Regions from separate parts of the Pan troglodytes genome. Here regions 2 and 3 are each linked to region 1. The links are chromatin contacts, called in public Hi-C maps. All regions are on one chromosome and are shown on one strand. Each heading gives the region's core, a stretch centred on a gene start, on an enhancer-like site or on the middle of the called end of the contact. The rest is flanking DNA. Distances are from core to core; before and after follow the strand shown.

Region 1 (4,184 bases), core at 848-3,347:
AAGGGATTCTTGGTTAACATGTTACTGAATTTGCAATTTGACACTTTTAAGAGAATGGACACACTCCTTTAATTAACACGTGATTTCTAAATCAATCCCCCATTTCTTTTCTCCTAAAACCAGGCCCAACTTGCTCAACTTCAATTAGGCCATTGATTTTGCTTCTGATCTCAAACGTTTTCTCCAGACACCAGCTAATGTCTGCATACTTCTTCTCCAAGTTTCCCGAGACTACAATTCCAAGATTCTGTAAAATATGTTTTGGCTGTGATTCGAAATAAGGGGATATACAGTACTGAATACCCAGATGACTACGACTTATGACCACACAGATTTAGGGATGGATGGGATTTTCTAAATTCTGAATGCACTCTGGTGGCCCAAACTGAAAGTTACTCTCCACAAGGCCTGGCTCGCTCCCGGCTGTAGAGTCCGGTAAGAGCAAATCTGATCCTAAGGATCCCATTCCTACCAGGGTCCCGCGGGAGAAGGCTTCAGGAGCAGTGTCGACTGGGCAGGGCCCTAAGCTTTTATAGGAAGTGCATTACAATCAGGTCGGCCATCGAGACCGCATACTCCGGGGCTACCGGCTTATGAACGAAGCGGGAGGCCGAGGTGCGGCGGGCCCTCAGGGAGAAGCCTAAGGCCCGTCTCCCCGGCGCGGAGGAAAGGGTTCGACGCCCGAGTTCTCCTGCGAAGCAGGCGAGCTCCCCGCGCACCCTCGGGCTGGCGGCGCGGTGCCAAGGCGCCCCGGCTCCAGGGCTCTGCGGGCAGCGTAGCGACTCCAGGCTCCCCTCTCCAGAACGCGCTTCGCTGCCAGCGTCCTGCCACCCCGGTCGCCCGCCCGCGGGCCCCGGACCACGCCGCCCGCGCTCCCCGCGAATGCAGCATCTCCGCCTCTCTCCAGAGCCCAGCAGTCCCCGCGTGCCGGCCAGCCTAGATTGTGGCCATGTCCTTCGTCCTCGAAAACAGGAGAGGGTCAGGTATCGCCATCGGACACCTTCCCGGACGTGACACCCGAGCCGATAGTAGCTTTTAGCGCCTGGGAGCGTTCGGGGGAGGAAAGGCGGGGAGACCGTCCGTTCCAGCGGCGCTCGGGTTGGAAAGCCGAGCAAGGAGTCTCCACCTAGTGAAATGGGGCGGGGGTTGGGGGTGGGGGACGGGGAACCGAGGTTCCAGAAACAGGCTCCGAGGCCCCGCGGATTGACCCCTCCTCCCGCCCGGACGGCGCGGCGGACCCCGGGGCGGGGACATACGGGGATCGCGGACGCCACTTACTTGGAGTTCGAGGAATTCCAATAGATAGGCTCTAAAACTATCGATTTGGAAATCGCAGTTCTGCATAAAACCATCAAAACTCCCCAGCAGTACTTCCACACGGAGTCCCTCCTCACAGCCATGGCGAAGCCACTCCCAGCTCCGCGCACTCTGGGCCAAGAAGGGACCGACGGGACGCAGGCTGGGACCCCCAATCCTCCGGGGCAGACTGGCGGGGAAGACGGCGTGCGCCCGCAGGCAGCTCCGAGGCGCGCTGCGCAGCTCCAGCGGTCGCCGGGCCAGGTGCGCTCGCCCTCCGGGGCCCTCAGGGCGCGGGGCCGGAGCGCACGCGCGGGGCGCGGCGGCGCGGCGGACTCGGGGTTCCGGGGCGCCGCGCCGGACGCAGCTCGGACGGCCGACTCCCGTGCGGCTCCAGGGTGCCGGGCCGGCCGCGGCTGGCGGGTGGGCGCGGGGCGGGTGCGGGCTGGGACACAAAGACCCGGAGCGGAGACGACCGGCGCGGGCGGCGGGCGCTGCGCCCCGAGCGGGGCCGCCTGTGACTATAGATCCAGTGCAGCGGGCAGCGGCCCGAGCGCGCGGGCGCCGCGTCGGCGCGGTTCCATGTCCCGGAGCACGGAGCGGAGTAGGGCGCCTCCGGGCGCGCAGGAGCCTTCTCAGTCCGCGCGGCTCCCGGCCCCCAGGGCAGGAAAGAGGGAGCTCGGTCCCCGCCGCGGGCTCCGGACGCGCGCGGGCCTTTGTGTGCGGGGAGGGCGCCGGGACCCGCTGCGTGCGCAGCTCCTCGCTCCGGCCGGCGCCGCGGTCCCCGCCGAGGAGAGTCAGCTCGGCCGGCGCGCTGTCAGAGCGCTATAAACGCGGGTCCCCGCCCCGCCGCGCGAAGCCCATTGGCCCGCGGCTCCGCGGCCGTGCGCTGGTTGGACGGCCGGTCCGTCCGTCCGCCATCCCCGCCCGACATTGGGTGCCGCGAGGCGGGGCTCGGGCTGACAGGTGAGCCCCGCCCCTGGCTCCCGCGGGCGGCGGGAGCGGAGCAGACGCCGGGCAGGAGAAGCGCTCAGCGCGTGCACAGGGCGCCCCCGGGGCGGCTAGAGGCCTTCTGGGCGCGGTGCAGACGTGGAAATAGCGACGGCCGAGTAGCGGGCCACCTGTCTCCGCGCCCGGGGGCGCCTTCCCCCTCGGCGGAATCAGAGGGCGCGGCTTTCCCTCGCGCAGTGCGGAAGGCAACAGGCTCCGCTCGGCGTCCCTTCTCCGCAGATGCGGCGCTGCCCCGCGTGCAAGACTTGCACTCCGCGCGCTCCCTTAGAGCTCCCGGCTTCTGCGCGCTTCTCCCGACGCCGCTCGGCGAGGGCTTCTCACTTGATTTTGGTACCAATCACCTACGGCTCAGTTTCAGTCAGTGGGGCCGGGAATTGCAAGACGATTCCCGCGACGTGGCGCCGGAATTTGCAGCTCTAATCAGGGCCTGAGCGTCGTCGCCTCCCGCCTTCTCTGCGGGCGTCTCCCTTCCCTCCTGGCCCCCCGGGAAGGTGGCGCCCCTGGAGCTTTCCCCGCGTGTCGCCGGCACAGGCACGACGCGGGGACCGTCTCACTAGCCTCTAGGAGACACGCGCGCTTCCCAAAGTGACCAGAGATTTAGAGGGTGTGAGATGGAAAAGTCAAGGCATGTGCTTCTCACTCGGCGTCTGCAAGACCCCAGAGCAGAGCTGGCAGGAACTCCTCGCTACTTTCCCGGTCGAGCGCCGGTGCTGACGCTCGTCCGTGACTTCCACGGAGCCACAGCGCCCACTAGCGGCCAGCTTTGCTTCTCCGCATCTCGAGCGCTCTGCGGTCCACCGACCCGGATCCAGCATACTGCAGCATCTAATCAAGTCACAGTTCCAAGGAAAATCTTTTTATATGCCCAACAGTAGGAAGAACACGGTAGAAATAAGGCACAGTGCAAATGTACGATTCAGTATGAAAAATTAAAATATACTGTATGCCCACGTTTTTTTTCAATTTAATGCCGTCCACCCCAGGATTTATGTTTCAAACACAAACTGGGCAGTAATTCTACAAATTATGTATTTTTAAAACAAAGTATCCACTACGCTAAATTTAAAACAGAAAATGCATATGGTAAAACACCTTGTTTTCTTTCACTCTTCTTTGTAACAATTTCTGAAGATTTTTATGGTACGTTGCCTTTAAGTATCCGTTTTTGAAACATTAGTCTAAGTTAACATATACATCTCAGTTGGAGTGGTAAAAGCTTGTGAAGACTAGTTTAAGATAGAAAACACATTAAGGCATACAAAGTACTGAATACACTTACTCTTCCAAACAGATCTTTGATAGCAGAAAAGTTTCATAATTTATTTTCATTTTAAATAAGCCTTCAAACTAAATATATATATACACACACATATATACGTATATATACACACATATACACATATTTATACGTATATACACATATGTACGTATATATATACACATATATACGCATATACACACACACACACACATATATATATATATATATATAATTTATTTTAAAAAGGCTCCACCACGGTATGACGATTTGAACAGCGGATTCCCAGGAAGCACCAACAACCCAGGAAGCAGCAGACACTATGACTCCTACCTTGACAAGGGTGAGAAAGGGCTAGTTTTTAGTATGCTAAAATATCATTTAAGGAACTCATTGAAATTGAATATAAAGTTAGCTTAATGATCTTTTAAAGGAACACTGGGTACTCAGTACCTTTTGACAAACTTATATTGGGAAATTGAAGTTGTGACCTCTTAGCTCACTACATCCTCCTCTCCAAGTAAACTAGAGGAAATACAGGAAATTTGCATTGTCTGAAAATAAGCCAGCTTCCAAAAATAACATTTTCAGTAAATCAGAGAGTCTCACATCCAAAGCG
Region 2 (4,184 bases), core at 526-3,025, 920 kb before region 1:
TAATGATATATTGTGCCTATACATTGTCAACAAGCAAACTCTAGCTCAGTTATTTCTACTGATGTGAGAGAACTTTTAAATCGCCCTTATTCAAATACATACAGAGTTAAGAAAATAGGATAAAATACATTATTCTCTATGGATACACGAAGTCAGTCTTGAGAATTTAAAATACCACATTCTCACTTCTACCAACCTAATAAGGCACAAGTCAACAATTTTGAGGGACAGCTCATCTGTTTTGTTGTGAGGAATTTGATTATCCATGAAGTGCAGGAAACTAACAGAAGTTGTAAGGAATCTAGACTTTATCATTGACTTTTTTTTTTTTTTTTTTTTTACTGCAATGGGAGAAAAAGCAATTTTCCCTCCCAACATGGAGACTGTGCTGGGAATATGAGCACAGAACTCTATCAAGCTCAGTTCAGTTCAGAATTTTACTTTAGCCAGCTCGCCTCCAACAATGTGGCTGGTAAGCACCTATGGAAAAACTACAGAGACCCTCTAAAGACATGAAGGAATTGATTTCAAGGCCATCGTCCAGGACTTTTGTCAGGTAGTTTTCTCCATCTAGTTGTTTCTGGTGCAAGAGTTTTGAGTCTGAGTTCCTGGGAGACAGAACCAGGGGTCGATGGCATCTCAGCATTTGAAAGGAGCTTAATGAGGTAGAATCTGGCACCCGACACCCTCTTCTCACACCTTAAATAGAAAAGCTCCCTCTTCATATTTTTATTTATATGTTAGGCTTCCAAGCAAAAAGGTGTTTCAGAAGAATGCTGCTCCATTACACACTCGGAACAGCTCCTGCATTTTCCCAGGAAGACTTTCTCTCTTCCAGATAGGGGAATCTTCTGCTACCACTTAAGTTCAAGGAACCCGAGTCAGAAACTGCATATAATTTCTTTTTTTTATTGTTGGTTTAATTGTCCAAATATATTCAAAGGAACAAATGGCATGGCTCACTTTCCATTATGTATACTTGTATTAGGCTGTTGCATTGCTACCAAGCAGTACCTAAGACTGAGTAGTTTATAAAGAAAAGAGGTTTCATTGGCTCACAGTTCTGCAGACTGTACAAGCATGGCACCAGCATCTGCTCAGCTTCTCGGGAAGCTTCAGGGAGCTTTTGCTCATGGCAGAAGGCGAAAGGGGAGCAGGCACGTCATGCAGCCAGAGCAGGAGCAAGAGAGAGTGGGGAAGGACAGCACCAAGCCATGAGGGATCCACCCCAATGACCCGAACACCTCTCAGCAGACTCCACCTCCAACACTGGGGATCACATCTCAACATGAGATTTGGAGGGAACAGCCAAATCATATCAATATTAATAATTAATTTTCACTTTATTACAGTTTTGATAGAATGCTATACAGAGATTTTCCTTTCATGTAAACGTACTTTATAGATTCTCCTTTCCTCTTAGCAAAACTGCAAATGGTTAAGAAACCATATTTAAAAAGTAGAAAATCCAGAATCGTTTTTATAAGCAAGACACCTGGAGGCTTAGAATTTAAAATTAAGAAAATAGTAGAAGCCAACAAACAAAAAAACAAAGAGGTACCATGTTCAAAAACTTCCCTATTGGAAGACCAGGACAAAGACAATAAAGATACATTTATGTTAAAATATTTGGCTTCAGATTAAATATGGAGTGAATATTCAGGGTGGTAGAAAATTCTGTTTTATCTGAACCCATTCTTTTATCCTTAGCCATTGCTTTCTATTGTTTAAAGACGACGTTATGCAGGATAGACTGACTGGGGAGACAGAGCAGACCCGGCATGAGAATTTCTTCCATGCAAGCCTGCATTCTTGTCATGTTTCTGTGGGTGCCTTTCAGAATACAGTGGAAACAAAAACAGCAAAGTGACTCACTCCATGATAAATGAATGTACCCAAAAACATGAACCTGTAATACCAGCCAGAATGACGGACTCAGGCTTGTCAAGAAAAACATGAAAGAAAATAGGAAAGGGTTTCTTACGATGCCAACTTAATCAAAAGCTTCAAACATGATAATAAAAGCATTTGATGAAAAAAAAAAAGACGATAGCTGTTTTCCTGACTGGAATGAGATAAAGTTTGGAGGAAATCTGGATTCTGCAATTAAAGGGTGTAGCCATTTAGTTATGTTTGTGCAGCAAAATCAGGTCTTTGTAGTGAATTATAATGCTGGTACTTACCTCTCTGTTTACATAGCACTTGTAAAATAAATAGAATTACTATTTTTAAGAATATATCAATTGAGCTCAACTAGAATTGGCTCCGGGGAATATGCAACCATTCATCTCTAAAGTTGCTTAGTTGCATGCACTCCTGGATTTAAAGGAACTATTCCTGTGTACATTGATCTCCTGCTGGGAGAGGAGAGAATCAGTTGAAGACAAAGGAATTTAGTGCACCTCGAGAGATACAACTGTAATGAAGGTAACTGATGAAGCATTTCTCGTCCTTGCTTCTTAATTTGAGGAATCGGTTTGAGCATGAATTGGGAGAAAAGCTAAATTAGAAGTTGAAGTCACTGTTTTCATGGTAGATTTTTGCAAGTCTGTTAGATAAACAGTGCTACCTTAAGGCACAGGTGTGGGAGAGAAGGGTTTTCCCTCTTCTGTATGGGATCAGGTATTACTTGCCGTATCTACTCATTGGCTTTGGGACCCTGGGAGCCAGTGGCACTTTTAACTAAAACAGGACTGTTCCTATGAAACCTCAAAGAAACAATGGAAGACAGAAAGTAAGAGCAGCCAATAGGAGACACTATCCAAGAAACTGCCAGCACAAATGGAAAATCTGCAGGGGCACTGGAGCCCCCTAGACACATTCTGGTTGGTCATGTAAATAGAATTCTATGGTTTTAACAAATGTCAGTACCTTTCTGTGTAGACGTTCTGTGATAGCTAATTTTATCTGTAGCACCCAGAAATGTGGTTAAACCTCAGACTAAGTGTTTCTGCGAAGGTATTTTTCAGATGAGATCCACATCGAAATCAGTAGACTCATTAAAGCAGGTTGTCCTTTATAATGTGTGTGACTTATCTAATCAGTTGAAAGCCTTAAGAGAAAAAGACTGAGGTTCCCTGAGGAAGAAGGAATTCTGCCTCCAGACTGCCTTTGGACTGGAGGTGCAGTGTTAAAACTTCCCTTGTCTTCAGACCTGCCTGCCTGTCCTGAATATTTCAGATTTGCCAGCCCCATGATCACATGACCCAGTTCCTTAAATTAAATGTCTCTCATTCATATGTGTGTGTGTGTGTGTGTACATATGTATACATACACATCCTATTGGTTCTTTTTCCTCTGAAAAACCTTGCCTAATAGAAGTACTATGCATCAGACTCCCGACACACTTCATCTCTAGCTTTTAACAGCCTGTCAAAATATCTATTATGTACCACAACTCTCTCTTTATGGACAAGTAAATTGATGTTCAGAGAAACTAAGCAACTTGACCAAGTCACTGGTCTAATAAATGCTGGAGTGGAATTCAAGCTGTAGGTTTTTCACTCCAGGATCTGTGCTTTCCCTATGTGCTACGTTTAACAAATATTTTACAGAACAAGTGTTTGTATCTCTGCAAAAGTCCCTAAAATGCGTATCTTTATTTTCACATAGGCTATAAATATCCTTTATTAGATTAGTCTGCGTAAATTATTGTTATTCATTCCAGAAATTTACCAAAAGATGCCAAAGTATTAAGCAAAAGCAAGTTAACAAGATAATCCAATAAGGAGATATTTTTCTTCTATATTAGCAACTGTATATGGGAAAATTCTGCTATGAGAATCTAATCAAAAGCTGCTAACAGACTGCAGAATGGGTACAATTACCTTCATAGTTTGTTAGTTAAAATTATATTTTGAACCTTTATAGAATGAAACGTCTATGGAAACAAGCAATATTCACAGAAAAAAATTAGCTTTTTAAACATATTATGTACTATCTCAAATTATCTGAATCTCTGTGAAAGTCTCTGATGTTAAAACTTTATTTAAATTCCATGAATTAAAATATATTATAATCAATGCAAGTGACATGGTAACCTGCAGCCAGGAGAAATCTATGTATATTGGCCTGCAGCCCATATTAGAAAATTGTATATTATATAAATATATATAATTTTATTTACATAATATATATTATATACATATATAATTTTATTTACATAATATATATTATATACATAT
Region 3 (4,184 bases), core at 620-3,119, 610 kb before region 1:
TTCAGTCCTTTCTCAGGACACACTAAATATACACGAGCACTCGGTATGCCTGACTGGTGACACCCGCCGACTGGTGACACCCACTCCGGTCCCAGAGTCTTCCGCCCCAGCAATGCAATAAATCCCAGGGCTGTTCAGTTAGCTGGGGACAATCCACAGCCATCTTCCAGGCTTACTTATCCCTGTGTCTCTCCAGGAGACCAGATGAGTGCTATTAACCCGGGACATCTTGCTCAAACCTCAATTACTCCATCTGCAGGAAAGATGGATGTGGCGTTGAGAGAGAGCCTGTGCGTGTAGAAACACTGCACATCCTGGGATTCAGGAGTACGACTCCTCCACCCCATTTGCACCCTATCCTAACTGTTAACTTACCCCATCTACTCTCCCTTGGGTCTAGATGCAAACTGATTAATACACCGTGGTCTATGAAAAGTTTAAGTTGGTCTATGAGTTTTTCTGTTCAGTCACCTGTGGGATCACTTTCCTAGGATTGTACTTATAGTCTACCAACGCACAGAGCGAATCTCCCACACACGACTCTTCTAAAGCAGCTGCAGAGTTTGACCCTACGAACTAACCCTGACAATCAGACGCCATCTGACATCCCTGCTGTCCCCACCAATGTTGCTATGCTAATGCCACAGTGTCCTCTGATCCTGTTACTTAGATGACAGGAACTCTTAAGCCATACAGATATTGCTAAAATTAACACCTTCTATTAATTGAGGTCTGGTCTAAGCCCTTTTTATCTATCATTTCATTGAATTGTCATGGGAAACCAGTGAAGATAATGGTATAATTATCCTTCTCAGATGAGGAAGCTGATACATAAAGATAAAGTTGTCTTGATCAACAGCTAAGGTCACACAGCTAATAGGAGGTAGAGCTCAAACACAATCTGAGCATTGTGGCCCCAGAACCCTCGCTTTAACTCCCACGTTCAAGGCCGTCTGTGGCCTTTGTGCTTGGCCTGTGAATTGTACAGTCTCTTAATGCACGTGACCCTCTTGAGCCTGTCAATGAAGCTCACTTTTTGTTATCTCCCCCACACCTCAGTGTACTTTGGATTTGAGAAAGAGACTATTTTAAATGAGAGATTAGCAGGAAGCTAAGGGAACTGCATCTCAGGCTGGAATAAGGCTTTAAATTAAGAATAAACGCAAGATTCCAAGATTCTGAGTTGTGTCCAGTGGTTAAGCCCTGGACGAAGGTGAGGGCCGAGGCAGTGTTCCCCTCGAAGGCTGCTCTTTGCTCTACAGTTCTTCCCCACTGGGGAAGCTTAAGGGTAGTTGGAATGAAAAGAGACTTACACTGTCACATGCAAGAGATTTAGGAAGCTTCATAAGAAATTGTTAGGAGGTCTTCATTTCATCTCAATTAGATCCCATTCTGTTCTTTCTAATCCTGCTCCAGAAGGCTTTTCCTGTAACTTCACACATATGATCATGTTTAGTCCACATCCAATCCTGTAATGAGGCAATGACTCTATTTTATTTTATTTTTTCATTTTTATTGTTACTATTTTTTTTTTTCCATAGAGACAAGGCCTCACTATGTTGCCCAGGCTGATCTCGAACTCCTGGGCTCAGGTGATCCTCCCACCTTGGCCCCCCCACTGTGCTGGGATTACAGGTGTGAGCCATTGCACCTGGTCCCTGTGACTCTGCTTTAGAGATGAGAAAATGGAGGCTCAAAACTTGCAGTAATAGCCCCAGGTTACAATGCTGATAAATCATAAAAGTTGATTATGATACTGGCCTTGATGACAGCAGGATACGTTCTTTCCATTTTATCTCATCACTGGTGAGCCTACACTGATAAGAAATTCACAGTCATATTGTCACACTGCTCTTTCACCCGGTTCTATAAGGCACTCCCTGGCAATGAGTCATTCCTGCCTCAGCCCTTCTTCCGGAAGGAGGGGCTTGACCCGGCAGAGCAGCGGCTGATTTCCCGGGAGATCAGCAAGATGCAGATATGAGCAGGAGAAAGGACAGGAACTGGAAACCCGTAAACTGGGCAGAATTTAAATGCTCCTTTTCTCTGAGAACGGTCCATTTTTACACATTGCAGAAATTTTCTCTGCTCCCACCTCCAACCTCACTCACAGTCCTTGATGTTTTTTGGCTGCATCAGCATATCCAGCAGTCAGGTTTCATAATTATCTTGTTGGTCACATGTGGCCCACATTTTCAGACATTCCAGAAATACACCGTGTGGTCTGTGCATCCACACACCTAACAGATCACTCGGGCAGCGCCGACCTGCAGAGAGACTCACCTCCCGTGTCATCTACCATCTGCGCTTACCTTGTTGCAAGAGGCAAGAAAATTCAGATGACATGGATTTGTTCCTGATTAATAGAACCGTAACCATTAATGAGCACAACTAGCACTAATATGCTTTTAAAACAGGAGCAAATTAGGCCTCTATGTAGTTGTAATATGTTATCAGCTAATTGATCGTTGCTGTTTTTTGTGGATTGTTAAAAAACAATGTGGATAAAACATGGTGGGAGGGATTTTAAAAAACAATGCGGATAAGGAGACTATCTATGAAATAAACAAATGTTTAATTAAATTAAAATTGTACAATTCTTTTCACTTGTTAATTTTTTTAAGAAATCCTTTGAAAGAGTGCTTCTAATTAAAACCTAGATCAGTGGACCCTAAAGTACAGCAAAGGGACTTCAGGAGACTTTAAAGTGACTGCAGGAAGCCCAAGAATCCATATAGATTGAAAGTCGTAACCACCTTTGGCATATTTATTACCATTTTCACATTTAAAATTACTATTTTCAAATGCAGATTTTCACTGAACAAAATGGAAATTCATATGCAATTGATACTGAATTCCTAGTAACTTTTGTTCTTAATCATTTAATTGATTCTTTTCTAAAAGTACACTTTCTTTTTTAAGAAAAAATCTGAGAGAAAAGGTCATTACAAAGTTGTCCTCCCATTCTAGGGGTCTGGGAACCACTGATCTAATCAGGTTCTCTTTTTCTGGTATTGCACCCATTTGAGTCACGAAGAGTGAACTTTTGACACAAGCTGTCAAGATTTCCTCATAGACACGAGTGATCTATATCTGAGTCAGCCTGGGATTTCTTCGCTTCTTCCTTTGCCTTTGGTATTATTTGTGCAAATCAGCATTGTAAACCATTTTCCAGTGAGTTGTAATAGAAACCCAGGGCAAAAGGTCACTTCCGTTTTGGAGCCTCCCTGACTCTGCAGAGTTGCTCCCTCTGTCCTCTGCCCCAACACAATGCCTCATAATCCCCCTATTATACCCCTCAACTCAAAGCTCCTCTACCAGCTGCTTACATTATCTCCAAAAGAAAAGGGAAAGCTGAGATCCTGCTCCTTGGGAGAAGGTAGCTCTAGATCCAGAATCCTAAGTGTAAACATGTTACAGTAATTACAACATAGATGACATCTACCAAGCACTAAATGAACCATAGGTAATACTGATAATTGATAAAAGTTAATTCTCTTTACACCACTTCTTCTTGATTCTGGCCCTTATAACATGATTTAGAGACATCAGTAAATTCAGAGGGCAATAACACTAAGCATGGAAAACAGTGACCCAGGAGAAGGCCATGGGGTAGGGATGGTACAATAGGAGAATGAATGAAGAAGATACAGGCTTTTCTAAAAAATGGTGAGGAAAATGAGGCAAGAATACTGGAGGCAAGTTAGGCAGGTGGTAAGAAGGGTAGCTAGTGCATATGATATCTCTGTACTGTTGTTAATGCAAGTACTAACTTATTCCATTTTCTGAAAAACACAAGGACAAATATACATTTAATTTCTCCACATTAAAGACAAATAAGCTTACAGTCAGAGAGGTTAAGTAAGTTGTCCTAAACCCCACTCACAATTAATGAGTGGCAGAGGGTGATTCGTATCCAGACGAGCCTGATTTTTGAGATGCACCTTGAGCCACGACAAAGTGGACATGGACTTACCTTCCATATCACCCCCGATGTCTTAGTCCACCGCTCGGCCTACTACCACGGGTCTGGGATGAAGAACAGAGACAGAGGAGTCTGAGAGAGAGACTGGGGAGGGGGCACTTCTGTCAGACACATTATATTATTAAGTAGTTTTACATGAGCTTAATCCCTATGGCAAATGTATTGGAAAAGTATTGCTGTTATCCTCTTTTTGGAGTCC

Evidence for each region. Hi-C and Micro-C count contacts between places; a contact is called where the count stands out from the background.
Region 2: a contact with region 1 is called in a Hi-C map of stem cell-derived neural progenitor cells, with 4 times the contacts expected there. The contact joins the enhancer-like site here to the promoter of EFNB2 in region 1. A contact is called at or near these places in 1 of 7 Hi-C or Micro-C datasets (stem cell-derived neural progenitor cells) and 1 of 1 datasets of contacts at active chromatin or transcription factors (stem cell-derived excitatory neurons).
Region 3: a contact with region 1 is called in a Hi-C map of stem cell-derived neural progenitor cells, with 4 times the contacts expected there. The contact joins the enhancer-like site here to the promoter of EFNB2 in region 1. A contact is called at or near these places in 1 of 7 Hi-C or Micro-C datasets (stem cell-derived neural progenitor cells) and 1 of 1 datasets of contacts at active chromatin or transcription factors (stem cell-derived excitatory neurons).

Annotation. Positions count from the first base shown.
Region 1 is chr14:112,137,817-112,142,000 of NHGRI_mPanTro3-v2.0_pri, forward strand. EFNB2 (ephrin B2) reads right to left here and starts at 2,098. Exons shown (of 5, transcript XM_001134800.8): 1 at 1,279-2,098. The coding sequence starts at 1,400.
Region 2 is chr14:111,215,911-111,220,094 of NHGRI_mPanTro3-v2.0_pri, forward strand. All of the region lies in intron 8 of LOC107967978 (a long non-coding RNA gene), which reads right to left. Among named protein-coding and RNA genes, the nearest start is that of DAOA, 140 kb to the left of the region's middle. Within about 2 kb of position 1,776, at least 4 of the 24 cell types and tissues checked have an H3K27ac peak or open chromatin away from gene starts, as enhancers often do. A contact at or near this core is called in stem cell-derived neural progenitor cells, where this site is marked.
Region 3 is chr14:111,524,007-111,528,190 of NHGRI_mPanTro3-v2.0_pri, forward strand. No RefSeq gene overlaps it. Among named protein-coding and RNA genes, the nearest start is that of DAOA, 450 kb to the left of the region's middle. Within about 2 kb of position 1,870, at least 5 of the 24 cell types and tissues checked have an H3K27ac peak or open chromatin away from gene starts, as enhancers often do. A contact at or near this core is called in stem cell-derived excitatory neurons and stem cell-derived neural progenitor cells, where this site is marked.